2 separate regions of the Canis lupus genome follow, and region 2 is linked to region 1. Evidence: chromatin contacts called from public Hi-C data. All regions are on one chromosome and are shown on one strand. The core of a region is the stretch at or near the end of the contact, and the rest is flanking DNA. Distances in the headings are between cores, read along the strand shown.

Evidence for each region. A called contact is a pair of places that touch in the nucleus more often than the background predicts.
Region 2: a contact with region 1 is called in a Hi-C map of skin fibroblasts, with 2.9 times the contacts expected there. The contact joins two enhancer-like sites. A contact is called at or near these places in 4 of 9 Hi-C or Micro-C datasets (amygdala, blood, liver and 1 more).

Annotation. Positions count from the first base shown.
Region 1 is chr20:22,495,362-22,498,507 of UU_Cfam_GSD_1.0, reverse strand. The region is part of intron 2 of FRMD4B (FERM domain-containing protein 4B); the gene reads right to left. Among named protein-coding and RNA genes, the nearest start is that of FRMD4B, 110 kb to the right of the region's middle. Within about 2 kb of position 1,682, at least 4 of the 20 cell types and tissues checked have an H3K27ac peak or open chromatin away from gene starts, as enhancers often do.
Region 2 is chr20:22,592,837-22,595,982 of UU_Cfam_GSD_1.0, reverse strand. The region is part of intron 4 of FRMD4B (FERM domain-containing protein 4B); the gene reads right to left. Among named protein-coding and RNA genes, the nearest start is that of LMOD3, 150 kb to the left of the region's middle. Within about 2 kb of position 1,567, at least 4 of the 20 cell types and tissues checked have an H3K27ac peak or open chromatin away from gene starts, as enhancers often do.

The sequences.
Region 1 (3,146 bases), core at 433-2,932:
CTAAGATCCATTGCATGCACTTTGGTCTGTCATCCCTGAATCACTGATTTCCTTCTTAATCTACTAATGTAATAAACAAATCGATAGAAAAAGACTAGGGATAGGCAATTTTCCTAAGATATATAAATGGCCAATAAAGAGAAGAAAAATCCTCGACTTCACCCATAATCCAGAATAAACAGTAAACAAACGAGATGTGATATTTCTCTCATCAAAAGGTCAGAGACGTAAGACATTGAATTGAAATATTTTCATAAGACAAATGAAATAGGACATACGTTGACTACCTTGAATCCTAACATGGATTCATATTTGGAATAAGAACAGTTCTTTTGGCTTTGTGCAGTGGCAGGATGGTAGCCAGCGAGGTTTATCCGACGCGTGATTATTGCTAAATGGAATAAAATATTGCTAAATTAGCAATAAAATGGAATAAAACCAGCTCTTTTGAGAACCCAAAGATGAATCTGAAATTTGCTCAGGTGGACTGGGTCAATTTCTGAAGGTGAGTTCCAGAGGCAAGGCCAAAAAGAATGAACGTGAGGTTCGAAATCACAAACCAAACAAAAGCAATATAAAAAAGTCATAGATGCTGCCCATAGTGAGTGCACCTTGTGGTCACTAGAACTTGGCTGCCGAGGCCGGACTGTGACTTCCAGCAGTAGGCAGGGGCAGATGCGCTAATGCTTTCCAAGATTCCCTTGTCTTCAGGTTATCCGCAGTGGTATTGCCTCTCTCCAGCAGGTAGCTTCTCGTTTACACTATTCCCCTAGTGCTTTCTTAACAATTACCCAATGCATCTGTGTCACTTCCTCCTCATGCTTCCCCAAGCACATGGCTTTCATTGCAAAAGCTTATTGGTCAGTGAGGACGTCTCCTACAGGTGAATCAATTCTGCTGTCATTACATTGTGGTTGGAGTTAAATTCAACAGGAAACAGAAGCTAGAGGATTCAGAGTTGAACTTGCCACTGACCCTTTTGATCCCCACTCTCCCTAGGGGAAGCATCACCCTGTTCCCGAAACCAGCGGTTGGCAGTACTGCAGTTACTCTGTTCACACAGCACACCCCACTGGCCACTGGGGGAAGTTCGCCCCGCGGCCACACTTTAAAAATTAAATACTGACTCTGCTGGTCCACCACCTAAACTGCAGGTCCAATCCATTTCAAATTCAAGAGCCATGGTCTCCTTTTGCCCCCACCTTTCATGAGGGCTTCAGCCTTCAGGACTTTAAAAGAGGAATGACAATAATATCGTTTTGGTGATAGGTGAGTTAGTTACGGGTCTCATTCCATTACATCCACTCCCTGTTGCTGGTACTTGGTACAAACCAGATGCACAATAACATTTAGTTTATAAATGAATCACAACACGATAGGTATTGTTATTTCCCTTATGGTTCAGGAGGCTTGGAGGGGTTAAGTGGTAACTCACCAAATGCTCTAAAGAAATTTAGTGTGCAGCCAACAGTGGAACCCCATCTAACCCCAGAGTTCAAGCTTAGTGACTACACTGTACTGTTCCTTTTGTTTGTTTGTTTTTGTTTTTGTTTTTTTAAGATTTTATTCATTTGAGACACAGGAGAGAGGAGACAGAGACAGAGTATGAGCTGGGGGGAGTGGCAGGGGGAATGGGACAAGCAGACTCCCCTCAGATCAGGGGGTCCGATGCGCAGCTCAGTCCCAGGACCCTGGGAACATGACCTCAGCTGAAGACAGACACGTAACTGACTGAGCCGCCCAGGTGCCCCTGTACTGCTCCTCTTATTCATGAATGCTAAAATAAGCTTTCAGCATTATGAGAAAAGAAAAAAAAAAAAAAACTGTCACATGGCAATTAGCTTCAAAGCCTACCGTAACAGGTTAGGCCTTTTTATGACACTTGCTGAAGTTCGGCAAAGAACACAGGCTGTTCCCTGAGCAGCTCCTACAAAGGCAGTTAACTCCAAGGACATGCTAATCAAAATGGGGCATAAAAGCACATGATATCAATACCACTCAGAAGTTAAACAACAGAATGGGCCAAGTTTGGAGCCTCTGGCACATGCTGGGATATAACAACCCTCTTCTTCTAGTAAGGTGTGGTGTTTGCACAGTGCTCTATAGATAAGGTATGGATTAGGCTCAGACGGGCTTATTTATAATAGACACGTTCATTATTGTGGACCTAAAACAGAGTTTTAAAAACCTGTGTGTGGGATCCCTGGGTGGCGCAGCGGTTTGGCACCTGCCTTTGGCCCGGGGCGCAATCCTGGAGATCCGGGATCGAATCCCACGTCGGGCTCCCGGTGCATGGAGCCTGCTTCTCCCTTTGCCTGTGTCTCTGCCTCTCTGTCTCTCTCTGTGTGACTACCATGAATAAATAAATAAAATCTTAAAAAAAAAAAAAAAACCTGTGTGTATGTGTTGGGTAGAGATTACTGGAGATTACATTCATCTGAGAGAGTCACCACAGGAGGTTCCAGAGGTGGGTGGACTTTATATCCTAGACTTAAATGAGAGAATTTTCCTACTCAAATTGACAGCAACCCATTGGTAATAATGCCTTCCCAGAGCCCAGTGTCAAGAAGGGCTATGAGACTGGTTCTGAGTTCTACAAAGAAAATATGCTTTGCTGATGAATAATCTCTGCCTTGGCAAGGGACTTGAGGGTGATCCATTTACTGCACATTTAGTCATGACTAGAACGTTCATAGAACTGCCATATCTGTCCATCACCACGGAAGTACCTCAGAACTGCCAACCAGGACTGAGAGGAAAGGTCACAGTGCAGACCAGGGACATTTAAATCAGAAAATAATTTGAGCTGTGAAAACACAAGGGTCTATGAGATTTATCCTCAGTTGTGAGAAGATAAGCCCATAGATGCTTTTGTGGGGTGAAAATGACAGAAAAGTCAAGTGGGTGAGAAACAGGAGGGAGAAGGGGCAAGCAATACGCCTGAGAACTTGTATTCCATATTGGCCCAGGAGAGTTGGGCAGATTTGCTATTTCTTTGGGAATCGCTATTTCTGAGTTTCTTATTTTTCTTATTTCTATTCTTCAACCCTTGAAAGTTTTTAGCAAAGTCTGCTTGGAAAATGTCAGCCTGTCTCATGTGTGATGAGGGAAAATAAGTTTTAAGGTTTGTCAGAATATAAATGGGG
Region 2 (3,146 bases), core at 318-2,817, 98 kb before region 1:
GATAAAAAAAAAAAAAAACAAACTTAATGCTTATAACCTGCTTTTCTCAAGTTTTTCCATCAGCAAATATAGTAGATCTAATCAATATCTCAAAAAGACAGTTGATTCTCCACATTCACTTCTATCAAGCTGTGTGGGTCAACCCTAAAGCACGCTTTTTTTTTTTTTTTGGACTAGGATGTATCAGTCAAGAAGCCCATCATCTTACACCCATCAAATGGGATAAGGATCAAAAGTCACAATTGTATTGTGAAATCTATTTTTTTTTTGTAAACAAAGCTTATTCAGCAAAGCCTTTCAAAACAAGGAAATTTTTTAAAAATGAAGTGGATTGTAGGGGATGGAAATCATTTTGGTGAACTTCAGGGCTGCTGCCTCAGGAGGGCGAGACTGCCCTCTAGAGGTGAAATACTGCCTCTGCACGCAGACCACCAGGAGGTACTTCCAAGTGTAATCTCAAGGAACTCTACCCTTCCATCCAATAGGACCGTGGATTTATTTTTGTTGGTCACCACCACTACTTTTCTTATGTAACTGCACAATTCTATTTTTCCATTTCTCTTCTTGGCCTGTGGCATGGGGCATAGACAGTAGCTGGCCAGTTTCATTGACAAAATGCCCCCTTCAGCTTTGCTTTACTCTGTTGGGAGAAGTTCACCAAAGGCAGACGGCTGATGTGGCATCTAAGTTGGAAATTCAATTCAGACAGCATCCTGGGAGGGATCTGACTCAGTGGTTTTACTGGGGGCGGGGGAAAGGGAGTGCTGAAAGAAAATACTTTCCAAAAATATTTACCAGACAAAGAAAAAAGAGCTAGGCTTGTGACCAAGACATTCCAAGGAGACACCCTTAGACAGAAGCAATTTTCCAGACCTGTTCCCCAGAAAGGTGGAAATGGCCAAGTCTTCCCTCCCCCCTCCCAAAGCCCAGCTCCTACTTCTTCTGAAAATAAACACAGCTACAGCCAGAAGACACCTTCCAAACTGGTCATAATTCAAAAATAGACTCTGCTGTCACTTTGCAGGGGAGTACACCAAAGACAGTTTGGAGTCAGGCTTCTTGGAAAGACTATAACCATCAGCCACTGTCGCCAAAAGAGAGAGCCGGAGGAGATGTTTGACTGAGATATTCTTTTCCCAGTAGGGGATTTAGAAAGAAATCCCAGAGCAAAGGAGGGGGAGGTGGCCCAAGGCATTAAAGGAAGTCATTCATATTATTCCTTTTCTATCTGAAGAGAAGGTCTTACAGCTAAAGGACTGATTTATGCACTGTTTGGTTATGCTCACCTGATCCGAGAGTTTTCCCAGAAGCCATCCACGTGGCCAGGACCCCCCTTTCCAGCCCATCACGAACCTTGTAGCCTGGGGAACTTACAACACCAGCCATAAATCATGTAATTCCTGTGCATAACATCCTACTGTGGCCTGGGTGCTCCCCCATCTACATGACACACAGGGCTCACCTATGATCTTGTCCCTCTCATATCTTGCCTCACCATCAGGCCGGGCTCCTCACCACTGGACACATGCACCATATTCATCTCCATGCTTCATGCACTGGGCCACAATATGAGTCTTCCCTGGAATGTCATCTCCCATTCCTCTCCCCTCCACCTCAAGTCTACCTGCCCTTCTCTGTCCATCTGTAGTTACCGGCTTGTGCAAATTCCACTCTAGCCTTCTGTTAGCCCCCCTTCTGGACACTGGACTCACTGCTGGTGTCTAGCTTCCTTTTAGCCTGTCTAAAAGGTGTAGCTTCCTTTTAGCATGTACCTGTGCTATACCCACCCTAACTTAACAGTAAATACTACTGGCACCCTACTACGTGTGTCTTACGTAGTCCTCATTGTACAGAGGTACAATTATTATGCACAATGTACCGATGAGAACACTGGTGTATCAGAGACACTCCACAATCCTATAATAGCCACTCTCTGCCTCCCTCTCAACCCTTAACATGTACCACTTTCCTTCTTACTCTCTATATTCTAGTCATATCGGATTTTTACTCAAAGACACAAAATAAAAAAAACCCCAAAGCCAAGCTCAGTCTCACTTCAAGGCTTTTGCACTGGCTTTTGCCTGGAAAGCCTCCCTATACTTTTGCCGAACTGGTTGTTCCCTTTTATTACACATCACCTTCTAGAAGCCTTCCTGGTCCATCCTATCTAAAACTGCCCCTCCCCCCCCGCTTTTCTTCATCATGTTCTTTTTTTTTTTTAAATATTTATTTATTTATTCATGAGAGACACAGACTGAGAGGGAGAGAGACAGAGACACAGGCAGAGGGAGAAGCAGGCTCCCTGCAGGGAGCCCGATGTGGGACTCAATCCCGGATCCTGGGATCACAACCTGAGCCGAAGGCAGATGCTCAACCGCTGAGCCACCCAGGTGTTCCTCATCATGTTCTTCTAAGTGCTTATCATTTCAAATAATTTCTTGTTTATCTATTTGCTTGTTCTGCTACACCATACCACTGCAACATAAGCTCCATGAGAACAAGAGCCTTGTCTCTGTTCTGCACAGCTAAATCTCTAGGACCTAGAACAATACCTGGCATTTGGGGAGCACTCAAGAAATATTTTTTTAGTGAATAAATAACTCTGATATTCATGTTTTTAGCCTCTATCCTATGTGATCTCTCTAAATTACAGTGTTTATAGCACTTAGAGTTCAACCATATAGCTTAGCCATTATGTATTTTAGGTTTTATGTTTGCATAAAACTTATACTGTTTGCAACTGTTGCGTTCACAGTTACTTTCAACCCTGTGTGTGTGTGTGTGTGTGTGTGTGTTTCATCACTGATTTACTTGAAATAGCCTTGTCTTTCCAGCTAAGAGCACGTGGGCAATGGATGCCTGCGTTTCCTATTTCATCCAGCAGAGGACTGATCAGACAGGGTCTCAAATAGTTGTTGGGTGAACTGATAACTTTGTGATTCAGAGTGAAGTGGGTGATGTCTGGTGTACTTTTTTTTTTTTTTTCCTGGTTTGTCACATCCTATTCAAGAAGCATCCTGGGTCTGGGATCAAAATTTTCAGGTTTTTCTGTCTCCTGACAAGTGACTGCCTCCTTTTGCCCAGCCCTTATCCCAGCCCATGGACATTTCCCCTGGGGAATCCTATGCTTGTGGCTCACTCAAGCT